5 separate regions of the Mus musculus genome follow, and all the other regions are linked to region 3. The links are chromatin contacts, called in public promoter capture Hi-C maps. All regions are on one chromosome and are shown on one strand. The core of a region is the stretch at or near the end of the contact, and the rest is flanking DNA. Distances in the headings are between cores, read along the strand shown. Region 1 holds the start of Donson (downstream neighbor of SON). Region 2 holds the start of Dnajc28 (DnaJ heat shock protein family (Hsp40) member C28). Region 3 holds the start of Scaf4 (SR-related CTD-associated factor 4). Region 4 holds the start of Ifnar1 (interferon (alpha and beta) receptor 1). Region 5 overlaps Il10rb (interleukin 10 receptor, beta).

Region 1 (2,700 bases), core at 7-2,506, 1.4 Mb before region 3:
CTACTGCATCCTGCGTGCTGTGCTCCTCTGTGCCTGTGCCTGACATCTCGAATCATTTCCCTCCTCAGGCCTCTGCTCGATGAGCCCATCCCACTGTATGAGGCAAAGGTTTCCATGGAAGTTGTTCAGAAAAATCAAGAAAGAAAAAAGCAAGTCGTTCAATTTTAATTCTCTTCCCTGATCTCAGTCGGATGCACCCACACCAGTGGGGGAAGCCAGTTTTCTTTGGAAATTGTTGAGAAAAACCAAGGACGATAAAGCAAGATTTTATATTTTTAAGCCTGTTTTCCTGCCACAGTAAGATGTTTGGTTATTTGACATATTTGAAAAATACTTCCAAAATTAATGTGCAAACAATCCAGATAATTTTTTTACCATCTGAAGGGGACATTCCAAAAGCTTCTTTTAGTTATTGTATCTGTACACTTTGCCTCTGCTATAAAATTCTTTCCATTAAGAAAACTGCTTTCAGCAAAAGCTACACTATTCTAGCAAATACATCTGTCACATGCTTTTGCTATACCAAACGTCATTTGATTTTGTTATCAACTTCATTCTCAACACCTTCCTTAACAAACCGTTGATGCCATTATTTTAGCATTTGTACTTTCCGACTTCAAAGTATCTAATCCACTGGCATTTAAAATGTTTTTAAATATTCATTCACTCTGAATTTCTCCGAGATCATACGGAATCATAGTACCTGGTCCTGTAGTAGTGACGGCATTTGCATAGAGGGCTGCGGTGGTCGGGCACTGGGGACAAGGGTGGAAGAGTTGGCCTGCGGCTAGCCTGAAGCTGGCGGACATTTCCCCCTCGTGGGTACTGTGTTGAGCTCGGCCCATCACCGTCTCTCTCAGAATGATATTGCGGCTTCTCACGGAGAGAAGTAACTGCCCATCACCACCAATCAATGTGTTGTTTGCTGTGCATTCATGCTCCGTACCCGGGGCTGACACTACGCCCGCTGCCGAGTTGGTACTGTTAATCCCTTTTCCGAGCCCTACCGGGTGCCGCGCGCCGCCGTCGCGTTCTCAGCGACGCCGACCTCGCAGCAGGAGAGCCGCGAGCTGCGCGCGCCCGGCCGGAAGCGGCCACCGGGAAATCTGTTGGGCGGGGCGGCACGGCCTGGCACGCATGCTCCGTCGGGGCGGGCCCGTGGCGGGGCGGGGCCTCAGGAGCCTCCAGTCCGTGAGCAGCGCGGGGTCTGGGCGGGGCCGGGGCGCGCGGGAAGCCCCGGCAGGGCTGCGGAGCTGCCTCGGTGCTGCGCAATGGCTGTCTCGGTGCCCGGCTACTCGCCTAGCTTCAAGAGGCCGCCTGAGACCGTGCGGCTCCGCCGGAAAAGGTCTCGGGACCATGGTGCCGCCGTGCCCGCCTCACTGCCGGAGCCCGCGCCCCGCCGCGCCGCGCTGGCGGCTGGGCTGCCCTTGCGCCCCTTCCCGACCGCCGGCGGCAGAGGAGGCGCCGCCGCGACCATCGCCCGCAGGAACCCTTTCGCTCGCCTGGACAACCGGCCGCGAGTCTCGGACGAGGCCAGCGAAGAGCCGCTCCGCGGTCCTCAGGGGGCGTCGGGCCCGGTGAGTCTCCGCGTCCCGCAGCCGGGCGTCAGGGGTGGGAATGGGCGCGAACAGCCGCCGCAGGCTGATGTCCTGAGCTGGGGCGGGGGAGGGGGTGGCTGCCCTCTCCTGTAAGAAGGACTTAGGGATGGATACCCAGGAAGGTGGCTCGAATAGTCCTCCGAACTGTGATGGAAAGCCACAGAATCTGCCTTCTCACCATCCTTTCAAGACCTTTTTCTCAGGCACTTGAAATTACTGTGGACTGTTGAAGATAAATCGGGTCAGAATTTACAAATGTTGGTTTTACTCATAAAGCTTTTTTGGAACTTTTGGTCTAAGATTTTTGTATCAGTTATTAAATGCGTCAAAGTCTGGCCTTTCCTCCCGTTTAGATAAGTTCAGGCACAAATCTGCAATGAAACATGGTACTGTATGGATGTGAGCTCCCACTCACTCTCCTGAGAACCTGGTGTGCCAGGTGAGCCCTTACATAGTTCACATTCCCTCATCGCTTAGGTTTTAAAAGGACCACTCTTTTCTTAACCTCAGCTTCTAGATTCTAATGAAGAAAATAACTTGCTGTGGGAGGACACATCATCTCATGAAAGAACTGGCACGGAACTGTCCCAGGTACTTTTAAAAATTACATTTCTAGTTTGTGCCACAATTGTGTGTGTAGAGGCCAGTCCCTCCACTGTGTGAGTAGAAGGATTGGACTCAGGTTGTCAGGCAGGCCAGAAGCAAGTGCCTCTACCTTCTGAGCCATCTCAATGGCTCACTCTAGGAAATACTTTCAAAGGGCTGAATATAATGTATATTCTAATAAACATACTTCTCAAAAGCTTTTCTCTTGAAAAAATGAGTTCCAGGAATGAATTCAAAGTCTGGGACTGAACCTCAGTTTGTAAAATGCTTGCCTAATGTTCAAAGACCTCAGGGCTGGATCCCCAGGAATTCCATGAATTACATGGGACATGATGCTGTACACTTAGAGCTGTCTCACTGGAGTGAAGGAGGGATTGCCAGGCCTTTGATAGCATCCTCAGATGCAGAGACAGTTGAGGCCAGCCTGGGACACATGAGAACCTTCTCTGAGAAGAAAAGAGAAACTTGAGAGTGATTATTTCTATACAGGTGTTTT
Region 2 (2,700 bases), core at 67-2,566, 1.3 Mb before region 3:
GCGATGGGCTAACACTTTTCAGGCAGCACAGCCAAACTCCCACAATGCTTGGCTCTCATGATGGTCACAACAGAATACTATTTAGACACATTGAGTGTGAGCGGCTACTATATACACATTAGTTATTCAAGATTGAGATAGCCCAACCTGTAAAGACTCTACCTTCATTCAAGCTTGACCACCAGGATCCACACGACAGAAGCAGACAACCAACTCCACCAGTAGAGACCACAGCATACAAAACACGAAACTACACATACAAAACATAACCGGTGTAATAAGATTTTCAAAGCCAGATGTGGCACGCACCTTTCATCTCAGCGCTTGGGAGGCAGAGGCAAGTGGGTTCAAGGCCAGCCTGGTCTACAGAGTTTCAGACTAGACTGGCCTCAAACTCACAGAGATCCACCTGACTCTGCCTTTATATGCTGGGATTAAAAGTGTGCCGCTAATTTTTTTAAAACTGTATCTTTAGGATGGAGTGCGGTGACATGTCTTTAACCATTCAAGAGACAAGAGGCAGGGAATCCCAGCACTTGGGAGGCAGAAGCAGGTGGATTTCTGAGTTCAAGGCCAGCCTGGTCTACAGAGTGAGTTCCAGGACAGCCAGGGCTACACAGAGAAACCCTGTCTCAAAAAAACCAAATAATAATAATTAATAAAAATAAAATAATAAAGAATAAAATAAAACCAAAGACACATTTTTCCCTTCTTTTCCAACCCCTGGCTATGTGCGGTGCTCAATGGGGTGAGGTATCGTACAATACGCAGAGCCCTGACAGAACTTGCCTTGCATGCATAAGCCCTTGGTTTTATATCCCCAACATTCCATAAACAAGTAGCAATTTTACTGTGTAATCCCAGCACCTGGAAAACGGAAGCATGGAGGATGTGCAACCCAAAATCCCTCTTTACTACATAGCGAGTGTGAGGCCAGCCTGGGCTAAGGGAGACAGTGTCAAAAAACAAGAGCCATCCACCCAAACAAACTTGGCTGGGCCAGGCAGTGGTGGCGCACACCTTTAATCCAAACTTGGTTGAAGGAAAGACCATCTTTCTAGGCTTAAAGAAGCCTACTGACGGTGCAGGTGTCCCATAGAGGCAAACGGCCTAATCTTCCTCCATTTAAAACAATTTACTGAGGTCAGTGCTCTTCAAATTACATACACGTTGGGGTCACAAATCTATCACAAGCCATAACTCCTCTCCAGGCCCTAATGCCTCTACTCTGCACCTGCCGGAGAACTACATTTCCCACAATCCAAATCGGCCGAACCCTGCCCTCGAAAGCGGGTAGAGGCGGGGCCTATCGCCCCCGGCACAACAACAAGCGTCCAGGGGAGTCTGTCCTCTGTTCCGTGGGGGATGGTTTTATAAGAAAGAGATCGCTGTCCCTGGTGAGGGAAACTACCTGTCGTAGTAAGGTATGAAGAAAGGCTCTGCAGTGTAGCGCGGCAGAGGGTCCAGTAGCCGAGACAGGGACGGAGCGGGCCACGCGTGCTGCGCAAAGGCGCAGCTTGAGCTTCGAGCCGCTGAACCCCCATCACGTCTGTGAAGGTGAGTAGGGGGTGCAGCGGACCGACACTCTTCTGAGGCACCCCTCACCACGGTGAGCATAACCACCGGCATCCCAGACAACTCTAAAATCCACTGACCCCTATATTGTGACATCGGGCTACCATGACTTCTAAAACGCACCTTACATTCAAAGGATCAGTAATCCTCCAGTAAGTACTCCGTTGCCTTTCGTCAGTGTTCAGTATCTTTTTCCACAGGACCATGCGTTTTTAAATACAGCAAAAGCTCTCTCACCCTTTATCGCCCTTCCTTGCCCTGGCACCTAGCAAATAGCGAGGTGCAGACCTTAAAGTCGCTTGCATTCTTGATTCTCAGTCCCATCTGGTGTCCCACTGAGTACCGGTCTGTATGTTCCCTGTTTGATATGCAGCAAGTTAGATACTTGGAAATGGTGACGACCATTCTACACTGTATGCAAAACAAAACAACAACACAAATTGTGCTCAGGGAAATGTGTAATTTGCTGAGTATAGCTAAGCCAAGTGTGGGGCTTGGATGCTCTCCTTTAGTCCCAGCACTCAGGAGACAGAGGCAGGCTGACCTCTGTGAGTTCAAGTCCAGCCTGGTCTACATAATGAGTCCCAGGACAGCCAGGGCTATGTAGAGAGACCCTATCTCAAAAACAAACAAGCAAAAAGCAGTTAAGCTTTACTGTGCCCCAAACCTAACCATTTGCAGTACCTGGTAATGTAAGTTCTTTGGTTAACCTTAAGAGTTGCTTAACCTTCTGGACCCGTTTTCTTATAAAATGAGAAAATTAGGTTAGATGAGTTTTAACAACTTTCTAGATCTAAAATTCTGTGCATTGGATCCGGGCGGAGGTATGCATGTCTTTAATCCCAGAACATGGAAGGCAGGGGCAGGTGGATCTCTCTATGTTTGAAGCCAGCCTGGTCTCCAAAGTGAGTCCAGAACAACCAGAGCTACACAGAGAGAAACCCTGTCTTCAAGCAGTAGACTTCAGTTCCTGTCACACTATGTGATAGCCAAACATCACTGTCATTTTCTAGCTGCACCAAGAAAAGTCATAGATACTTATATATTCTTGTTTAGCAACATTGTTACAAAGAACTGACTTTCTTTTTTATATACATATGGTGTTTTGCCTACACTATGGCTGTG
Region 3 (2,770 bases), core at 197-2,696:
CTATTAATTCTTGTTAACCACAGCTATCCTATGGAGAGGCATTTCCTGATCCTTACCCTGTCGGAGTTGAACCCACAGCCTTGGTTAGGGCTGAGATTTTTCTTTTTCTTTTTTTTTTCCGAGACAGGGTTTCTCTGTATAGCCCTGGCTGGTCTCGAACTCAGAAATCCACCTGCCTCTGCCTCCCCAGTACTGGGATTAAAGGCGTGTGCCACCATGCTGGGCCAAACACCTTGTTCTTAAACACCTCTGCTCCTTGTCTGTCTGACTTTTCAGCTCCTGTTAGCTGTGCAGTATTGAATCCCAGGTATCTACCTCCTCTCAGCCATTTTCCTGGACTTTACCCATATCGCAAAAGCCCTCAGTTAACTATCCCAGGGACAGCTCAGATGGCTAGAGCCCGAAAAGATAACCGTCTAGCCAGATAAACTTGGGCATGGTGGTTAACTGAACTAGGCTGACTTAAATGAGGACACTGTTCATAGGCATTGACAAAGATTAGCCATTACGCCCTCAAACTCATTCCTTCCTTAAATTATTACCAAGTTGACGCAAACCCAGCACTCATGTCCTTCAAGAAGCAGTGTGCATCTTCCCTCCGGAACACCATTCTGTCTTTCCTCCAGTGCCTGATACCTTCAGCCTCATCATCTCCAGGGCCCGAAGCCATGCTGTTCCTGGCCCCACTTTCTTCCGCATGCATACTTTGCAGGATGTCAACCTGCATGATGCCCCCTTAAGAACAAAATCCTAACTCTGCTAGGATCTGGTCTCGGTAGGGCCAGTTGCTTTCCCTAAGTACCAGCCGGTTGTCCTCCAAGGAGAGGTGATAGCACAGCGCGCAAGGTCCAGAGGGCCCCTCCTTTCTCGAATTCTTTTAGGATGCTCGCCCTTTTCTACGGGAAGTAGTCCCCAACTTCCAGTACGAGTCAGGCCTTCTAGCTTTTATACTCATGCTCCACAAAAGTGAGGTTTCTACAGAAAAACTTTCATTTTTCACACACCCAACAGACAGCGGTCGCAGCGCGCGGCAGGCGGTGAGAACTCAAGTGAATCAGAACACACTTCTGCCGAGAGCGACCCAACGGGGTTTGGGGAGATTAGCGTTAGGGGTTCAGGAGCCCAGTCCTCGGAAGTTGCTCAGGGCGTCCACCAGGTCCGCACGCAAGTCGAAGCAGGGGACTTGGAGACTGCAGACGCTCACCCTCCGCGCTTTGTTTGTCGCAGCAGCAGGGCGCAGTCCTGCCCGGACACAATGCACCCCGGGAGCCGTCGTCCGGATCCTGAGCCCAGAAGACGGGAACTCTCCGCAGCCGCAACCGGCGGGAAAGCGCGCGACAACGCGCGGTCACACGCTAGCGGCTCGGCGCCGGTGGGGCGCGGAGGGGCGGGGCGTGGGCGGAGCCAAGCACGAGCGGGGCGGAGCCGGGCTCAGGAAGCGCTTGGAGGCCCGAGCTGTCCCAGGGTGCTTCGCGCGGCGTGCACTCGGGTCGCTGCCGCCATCCTGCTGGCGAAAGAGAGGAGAGAGACAGAGAGGCCCGCCCGCTCGCCGGCCGGGCCAGTGTGGGCCAGTGCGTGAGGGAGGGCGCGGGGGGCCGTGTCAGCGCGACGCAGAGCGCAGCCGCCGCCGCCAAACGGACATGTTGGAGCCCCGCGCTGCCGCCGCCTCCCATCCCTCCTCCGGCGCACGGGACTGAGCAGGGGCCCGCCGCCTCTGCCTGCGCTCGACCGGCCCAGCCTCGCCGCCTCGGCCGCAGCCCCTTCCTGCTCGGCCTCCGCCGCTCGTCGCCTCCCGTCCTCCTCCCCCTCCACGCCCAAGGGCCCTGCCGGCACCCGGCCCTACTCAGCCGCCGCTCCAGGTCTAGGTGACCGGCGGGCCCGGAGCAGCCGCAGCCGCCGCCGCAACGCGCGCGAACATGGACGCCGTCAACGCCTTCAACCAGGAGGTGAGGAGTGCTTGGGGTTAGGGCTGGTGCGGGCCACGCCGGGGCCGCTTCTCTCGCTGCCCGAGGGCTTTCGAGCACCGAGTCCGGGCGGGGACGCTTCCTGCCCCGGTTCCGGGGCAGCGGGCCTGGAGCCGGGGAGAGGTCGCGGCCACCGCCGGGGGCTGACCCCGCGCCCCTCCCCCGCCAGTGCCCCTTCGCCCCCTTCCGGCCTGTGCCGACTCCCGCTTCTTCAACGTGGCCCTTATGCTGCTCCCGGCCCCGTTATCGGCTTTACGGGGCCGGGATCCCGCCAGGGGCTGCAACGGAGCGCTCGGCCGACTCAGGGGCGGGAGTTCCCGCGAGTCCCGGGGCCGGCGTAGCAGCCGCCTGGGTTCTCCTGTTGCTCAGGCCGCGGCGCTGCGCGGCGGCCGCTGGACTCTGATCCCGGTTGGCGGAGACTTAGAGAGGGTGTCTGCCCTCCCACCTCCTGGATTGACACGCTCACAAATGAACATAGAGCGGTAGTTCCCTTGGCCTTTCTATCTAGAACGTGCCCTTTCTGTACATCGTGACACCTAAAAAGTTGAATGGGAGAGCAAAGTGTACGCCCCATTTAGTCCGCTAGTAAGGCTGCTTGGGTCTCCACCTGCTCACCCTCGCACCGCCCTCTCGGGGTACTTAATCCTCAGCTCCCTTCCTCAGGGACATTTACATGTGAAAACCTCCCCAAACCGGGAACAAAGCTGCCTGCCGCCTTAAAGCTCTCTAGTTGTATCTCTGATCGTTCCATGTGCTGCTTAGGGGCATAAAGTCCATACTATCTTATTTATCTGAATGGATGTGGG
Region 4 (2,700 bases), core at 47-2,546, 1.2 Mb before region 3:
TTTAGGGAAGGTTGCAAGTCACCAACTGTGTGCTGGGAACCAATCCAGGTCCCTCTGCAAGAGCAATAAGTGCTCTTACCTGTGAGCCGCCTCTCCAGCCCGAACGAGGCTTTAACTTTAAAAAGTGTCCTTTAACGCTATGTCTGGCTCCACTGTTATCTCCTGTTTTGAAAACTTCTGCCTCAGACTATCATGTCATGTCGCCTGTCAAGCTTCTACTCCAGAGGGTTACAGAACTGCCTCTAGTTACATCCTATGTAAGAGGATGCATCTGAGATGTCTGAATTTCTTTCTTTTCAGCCACCAGGAGCTATCCATCAAGTCTCCCCACTCTGAGTTGTCAGTTTCTCAGTGCTGTCTATGCTAAGTGCACACTACCACTGAGCCACACTTCCAGTACCACCAACGGAGTCTTTGATGTCATCCCTAAACTGACTCTATCCTGTTATCCGTATCCTCTTAGCTTGATCTCCAGTCCAACTGTTGGGATTTACTGATTCTGTGCAGAAAGAGCAGCAAATGTGCTCATGAGATTAACAAAAGACCCAAGAGCATTTGTAGCAGTTACAGTATTCTGTTCATAATAGTCTTTTTCCGATTTACTGTATATGTGTGACCACTTTGCCTGCATGTACATCATGCACGTCTAGCCAGAAATGGGCCATCTTCGGGGTGAGACTTGGGGCAATCACTTACTTCCCAGATATACAGATTTCTAAGAGGAATCAGAACTTTCCTCCAGGAGTGAGGCTAGGTCGTCTTTTTTAGGTTCCTCACATCACTATGAAAACTCTTGTCTCTCCCCTTAGTGGGCATTCTCCCGATGTAACTAGCCCAGTGGTTTCCTGGTTTTGACTTCGGGCCGGTTAGGGGGCCTCTCACCTCACTCCTCTCAGCCCGGGACAAACCGCACTAGGCTGGGAGCGCATTTCTGCTGCTGTCTGGTCTCCCGCCCACCAGCAGCCCTGAGGCTCGGCCCGGGTAGCGTCCTCAGGCTGAAGAGCGGCGCAGGGGGCGGGCGTCGCGGACTCTGGTCACCCGCGCCCAGCTCTCCCTCCATGGTGCCCGGCCCTCGCACAGGCCCCTCGGCTCACCTGCAGCTGAGGGTAGCACCCAAGGCGCCCCGGCCACCAGCACCAGGGCCGCCGCGCCCACGACAGCGAGCATCGTCTTGGGAGGCCGGGCGGCGGCTCACATTCTCCTCCTTCTCCTCAGCAGCACCGCGGAGCTGGAGACTACCTCTGGGCAGCTAGGCCCTCCGCGACGCCCCGCCCCCTCCAGCGCCCCGCCCCTTCCGTGAACGCCCCCGCCCCTCCACCCAGCACAGCTTCTCCGCTGACGCCACGCTCTCTCCGCGAGCAAGCGGCTCGGAAAGTACCGGGCGCGGTCCAGTCAAGGCCTGGGGACTTTGAGGTCCCTGCCACGCTCCGCCCCCACTTCCGGAAAGACTGCCCAGCATTGTCCTTAGACTCCTGAGAGGAAAGCGGGGTGCAGTCAGTGCGCCTGCGCAGCCCCTCCTCCTTCCGGGCTCAGCTTCCTGTTTTTGTCCGGAGGGGGTTCGGAGGCGTTGCCCCGGGGGTTACTAGTCCACTGGCTCGAATCCTGGTGTGGGGATCCCTGGAGGCCGTGGATCAAATGACTCTGGGACCTGGAAGGCGCCGGCAACACTTTTATCTCAACTGCACAAGATCTTTATACTTGATTCCCTGATTTTGTGGGATGGTTTGCTGTTGTGACTCGCTCAATCTTTGGGTTTTGAATTATGCAGCGTTTGGATCTTTTGTCTAATAATGTGGTTTTAGGCTGGTTTTATGTGTATGAGTGTTTTGCATGCATGCATGCATGCATATATGTGCACCGTACATATATGCGTGCCTGGTACCCATGGAGGCCAGTAGAGCGCAGATACCCTGGTATTAAAGTTACTGATCTTCCGAGCTACCATGTTTGTACGCCAGTCCTCTGCACGTGCCCTTAAACCACTGAGCCCTCTCTCTACCCCCTTAACTCCGTCTCTGTCTGATTACTATCTTATAAAGAAACTTATTTGTTGGGCCGGGCGTGGTGGCGCACGCCTTTAATCCCAGCACTCGGGAGGCGGAGGCAGGCGGATTTCTGAGTTCGAGGCCAGCCTGGTCTACAAAGTGAGCTCCAGGACAGCCAGGCCTATACAGAGAAACCCTGTCACGAAAAACCAAAAAAAGAAAAAAAAAAAAAAAAAAGTAAGAAACTTATTTGTTATGCCGGGCGTGGTGGCACATGCCTTTAATCCCAGCACTTGGGAGGCAGAGGCAGGCGGTTTCTGAGTTCGAGGCCAGCCTGGACTAGAGAGTGAGTTCCAGGACAGCCAAGGCTCCACACACAAACCCTGTCTCAAAAAAAAAAAAAAGAGTTCCTCTCTGCTTCCTCACCATCATTCGTCAGATTTCTTGTCAGCCATTCTGACTAGGGTGGGGTAGAATGGCAAAGCAGTGTCAGTGTGCATTTTGCTGGTGGCTCAGGACATTAAGTTCTTTAAAGATAGTTACTGGGTGCATATTTCAGCGTTTGAAAACTGTGTTCGATTTATTGGGCCATTTGTTCCTGGTAGATTCATTTCCTTATTTTCTGAAGTTCTTTATGAATTTGAGATATCAGAGCCTTGTCTGAGGTATAGCTGGACAGGCTTTTTGCCCATCCTGTAGCCTGTGTGATGCACAG
Region 5 (2,797 bases), core at 128-2,627, 1.1 Mb before region 3:
CACAGCAAAGACTTTACCCACTGAGCCTTCCCCGCGTGGTCCCTGGGTGCCCATTCCTCTCTCTCATCACAGCTTACCAAACTGAGCGGAGAGCACAATACTCATGTCAGATGCACTCGAGAGGCGGCCTTACCTTCTCATTAGTCCCATTTTTCCAGTATTGCACTCTGTAAGCCCATGAGTCATAAATGTTCTTCAAGGTCCACGTCTCAGGCTCATTCTCAATTTGTGGGGCTGAGAAACGCAGGTGTAAAGACTCAGCAAGGGATTCTATCTGCATCTCAGGAGGTCCAATGATGGCTGAGTATAAGAACACACCAGAATGACAATCAAAAAACCACATTTTAAACACTTCACTCGAACACGAATTCCTCATATATATGTGCAACTATCTACTGAAGGATAACGCTGGCTCTTGATACACCATCTACAGTGCCTCAGGAGGATGGATGGATTTTTTTTTTTTTTGCTTGTTTCAAAAGATCCAAAATCCTTTGTCTGTAATAATTGAATTAAATCCATTTATGTTCACAGTAATATCTAATAAATTTAGGATTATTCCAATCCTATTGTTTTATATTGTTTGTAAAAATGGCATTTTTAGGGAGGGGTCATCCCAGTACGTAGCCTAGGTTAGCCTCAAACTTTCGATCTTCCTGCCTAAGTCTTGACAACACTGTTGTTACAGACATGACATAAAGGCATGTCACCATCACCATGCTTCACACACAATCACACACACACACACACACACACACACACACACACAATATGTTTTTACATTTCTTATTTTATTAAATTCTTCTCTTTCTCTTTGTTTTATGCCTTCTACTGGCTTGGATTCTTTTTCATTTTCTAGCCTTAAAGCTACAAATGATATTTCTGTAACTGTAGGGATTACTCATAAATATTTATCATCTAGAACTATATATAGTTTACAACTTTTCTTTTGCTTATGTAGCTAGGCCCTTCACCCCTTCTCCATCTCCATCCATTCAAACGTCACTCTGGGGAGCCTGTATACTGTGGCTCTCTGGTAAGAATATATTCCTCTTTCCTGTTGATTTTTCCACTTTGAGAGCCGCATTCACTCTGTACCGTCAAATATCTGCCTCTTGGGTTGCTGCCAGTCTTCCTATGAGTCTAGAGCACTCGATGAGGGCAAGACTTTGTTTTTGTTTGTTGTTGTAGCTTCAGTGCTAAGAACATGCCTCGCACACAGTAGGTGCTCAAAAATAACCACAGAAGGAATAACAAAAGACTCTGAGGAAGATTGGCCTGTGTTCTCCTCTCTGACCATCGCCACTCCTGAGGGGGGCCTCTTGCTAAGCCACAGGGGCCTGTGTCAGCGTCTCTGCTCTCTCACTTTTACACGTGTAACCTTGAGTCATGCTCTTTGATCTGAGTCTACAGAGAACTGGCTTCCCTGGGACATAATGTAAGACTTAGAACCAGCCAGGCCCAATAAGAAATTACTACAGTGGAAACTTATCTATCAAACGGTCCCCAACTTATAATGGTTGTGTGAAAGATACTGGCAGGAAACAGAGACTGACCTTTGACCTTTGACCTTTGAATTGCTATATCCCCTCAGTTCAAGGAAATGGCTGTAGTCTGTTACCTCCCCATCAGTCATGGGATCAGGAGGGTGTGGCATGGCAGGCTAGGCGTGCCAAATGCACTCTTGATTTATGGTATCTTCTGCTCGAGATGGGTTTGCAGGAACCCTTGGTAACCACTGAAGACCGGTTTAGTTTTAGAGCCTGACTCTCAGTGAACTGTCTTTTTGCAACGGTCATTTCCTTCCCTTGTTTTCAGAAAGGAACATTTAGCGAAGAAGACTAACTGGCCATTTCCAGGTGCAGAATTCTAAGTTTGGTGCTTGTCCTAAGACAGAACTGGAAAGAGAACAAGGGACTTTCGCCTCATTCTGTCTGAGTGAGCATCTCTCTGTGGAAGCTACAGAACCCACCTGTAAGGACCTGTATAAGCCCTGGCCCCCAGACCCGGGTATTCCCTCTGATGCCCCTGGGAGGGCCTTATTTGAGCTTTGTCCCTGATGTTTTTGTAACCTCTAATTCTCCCAGATGCTTGATGGCAGCTTAACTGGTTTTCAATTCCTGATACTTTAAACATGTGCATCTCAGGACCTCTGGGTCCCCCTAGCCTCCACTTCTAACCAGGGTATCTTCTTTCCAAAGCTTACCAGCCAGCCTCAGCAGAGTCTACCATCAGTGAGTGTATTTCTTCCACCCTTCTCCAGGACAGTGGTCTCTCTGCACTGGGCTTTCTCTCTCTGCATCTACCTCTCTCCACTTCTCCCATATTTTAAAACTTATTTTGCATTTTATTTTTAGTTTAGGTGTATGGTGCTTTGCCTGTATGTATGCTCTGTGTACCAGGTGCTCAAAGCGGCCAGAACCGGTGCCAAATCCCATGGGACTGGAATTATACACTGTTGTGAGTAGACTTGTGGGTGCTGGGAATTGAACCCAAGTCCTCTGGAAGAGCAGCCAGTTCTCTTAAGCGCTGAGCCATTTTCCAGGCCCCTATCTCTTGGCTTAATTCATAGTCTCACACTGACTTTCTTCTAGAGTTTTCCATTCCCTCATTAACAGCACTGGCCTTAATTTGCCATATTTGTGAGTAGCGAAGCCACCAAGTTTATATTCATTTATTTTATTCAGCACATGTGTATTTTCCTCTGCTTCATCCATGAATCCATGAACTTACAGACACAGCATCCCTGCTGTACCCCACGCTTCATGGCACGGACCATTTCATCTGTAGGCCTACT

What was found. Promoter capture Hi-C pulls out the DNA fragments that hold promoters and counts their contacts.
Region 1: a contact with region 3 is called in a promoter capture Hi-C map of pre-B cells, with 3 times the contacts expected there. The contact joins the promoter of Donson here to the promoter of Scaf4 in region 3. A contact is called at or near these places in 1 of 39 promoter capture datasets (pre-B cells), 1 of 484 Hi-C or Micro-C datasets (embryonic stem cells) and 1 of 9 other capture datasets (adipose tissue).
Region 2: a contact with region 3 is called in a promoter capture Hi-C map of second pharyngeal arch cranial neural crest, with 3 times the contacts expected there. The contact joins the promoter of Dnajc28 here to the promoter of Scaf4 in region 3. A contact is called at or near these places in 5 of 39 promoter capture datasets (hippocampal neurons, liver, pre-B cells and 1 more) and 1 of 115 datasets of contacts at active chromatin or transcription factors (astrocytes).
Region 4: a promoter capture Hi-C map of cranial neural crest shows a contact between it and region 3. The contact joins the promoter of Ifnar1 here to the promoter of Scaf4 in region 3. A contact is called at or near these places in 2 of 39 promoter capture datasets (cranial neural crest and pre-B cells).
Region 5: a contact with region 3 is called in a promoter capture Hi-C map of pre-B cells, with 2.9 times the contacts expected there. The contact joins the enhancer-like site here to the promoter of Scaf4 in region 3. A contact is called at or near these places in 6 of 39 promoter capture datasets (the 3T3-L1 cell line, 3T3-L1-derived adipocytes, cranial neural crest and 3 more), 1 of 115 datasets of contacts at active chromatin or transcription factors (embryonic forebrain) and 1 of 9 other capture datasets (embryonic stem cells).

What each region holds. Positions count from the first base shown.
Region 1 is chr16:91,687,284-91,689,983 of GRCm38.p6, reverse strand. It overlaps Donson (downstream neighbor of SON), which reads left to right and starts at 1,256. Exons shown (of 10, transcript NM_021720.1): 1 at 1,256-1,577; 2 at 2,109-2,189. The coding sequence starts at 1,272. Cryzl1 (crystallin, zeta (quinone reductase)-like 1) reads left to right here. Exons shown (of 13, transcript NM_133679.2): 13 at 69-662. The coding sequence ends at 168. Gm10785 (predicted gene 10785) reads right to left here and starts at 1,086. Exons shown (of 6, transcript NR_040389.1): 1 at 704-1,086.
Region 2 is chr16:91,617,615-91,620,314 of GRCm38.p6, reverse strand. It overlaps Dnajc28 (DnaJ heat shock protein family (Hsp40) member C28), which reads left to right and starts at 1,316. Exons shown (of 2, transcript NM_138664.2): 1 at 1,316-1,557.
Region 3 is chr16:90,283,179-90,285,948 of GRCm38.p6, reverse strand. Scaf4 (SR-related CTD-associated factor 4) reads left to right here and starts at 1,446. Exons shown (of 20, transcript NM_178923.4): 1 at 1,446-1,946. The coding sequence starts at 1,917.
Region 4 is chr16:91,483,811-91,486,510 of GRCm38.p6, reverse strand. It overlaps Ifnar1 (interferon (alpha and beta) receptor 1), which reads right to left and starts at 1,296. Exons shown (of 11, transcript NM_010508.2): 1 at 1,095-1,296. The coding sequence starts at 1,167.
Region 5 is chr16:91,412,116-91,414,912 of GRCm38.p6, reverse strand. Il10rb (interleukin 10 receptor, beta) reads right to left here. Exons shown (of 7, transcript NM_008349.5): 4 at 134-300. Among named protein-coding and RNA genes, the nearest start is that of Il10rb, 7.3 kb to the right of the region's middle. Within about 2 kb of position 1,377, at least 55 of the 459 cell types and tissues checked have an H3K27ac peak or open chromatin away from gene starts, as enhancers often do. A contact at or near this core is called in pre-B cells, where this site is marked.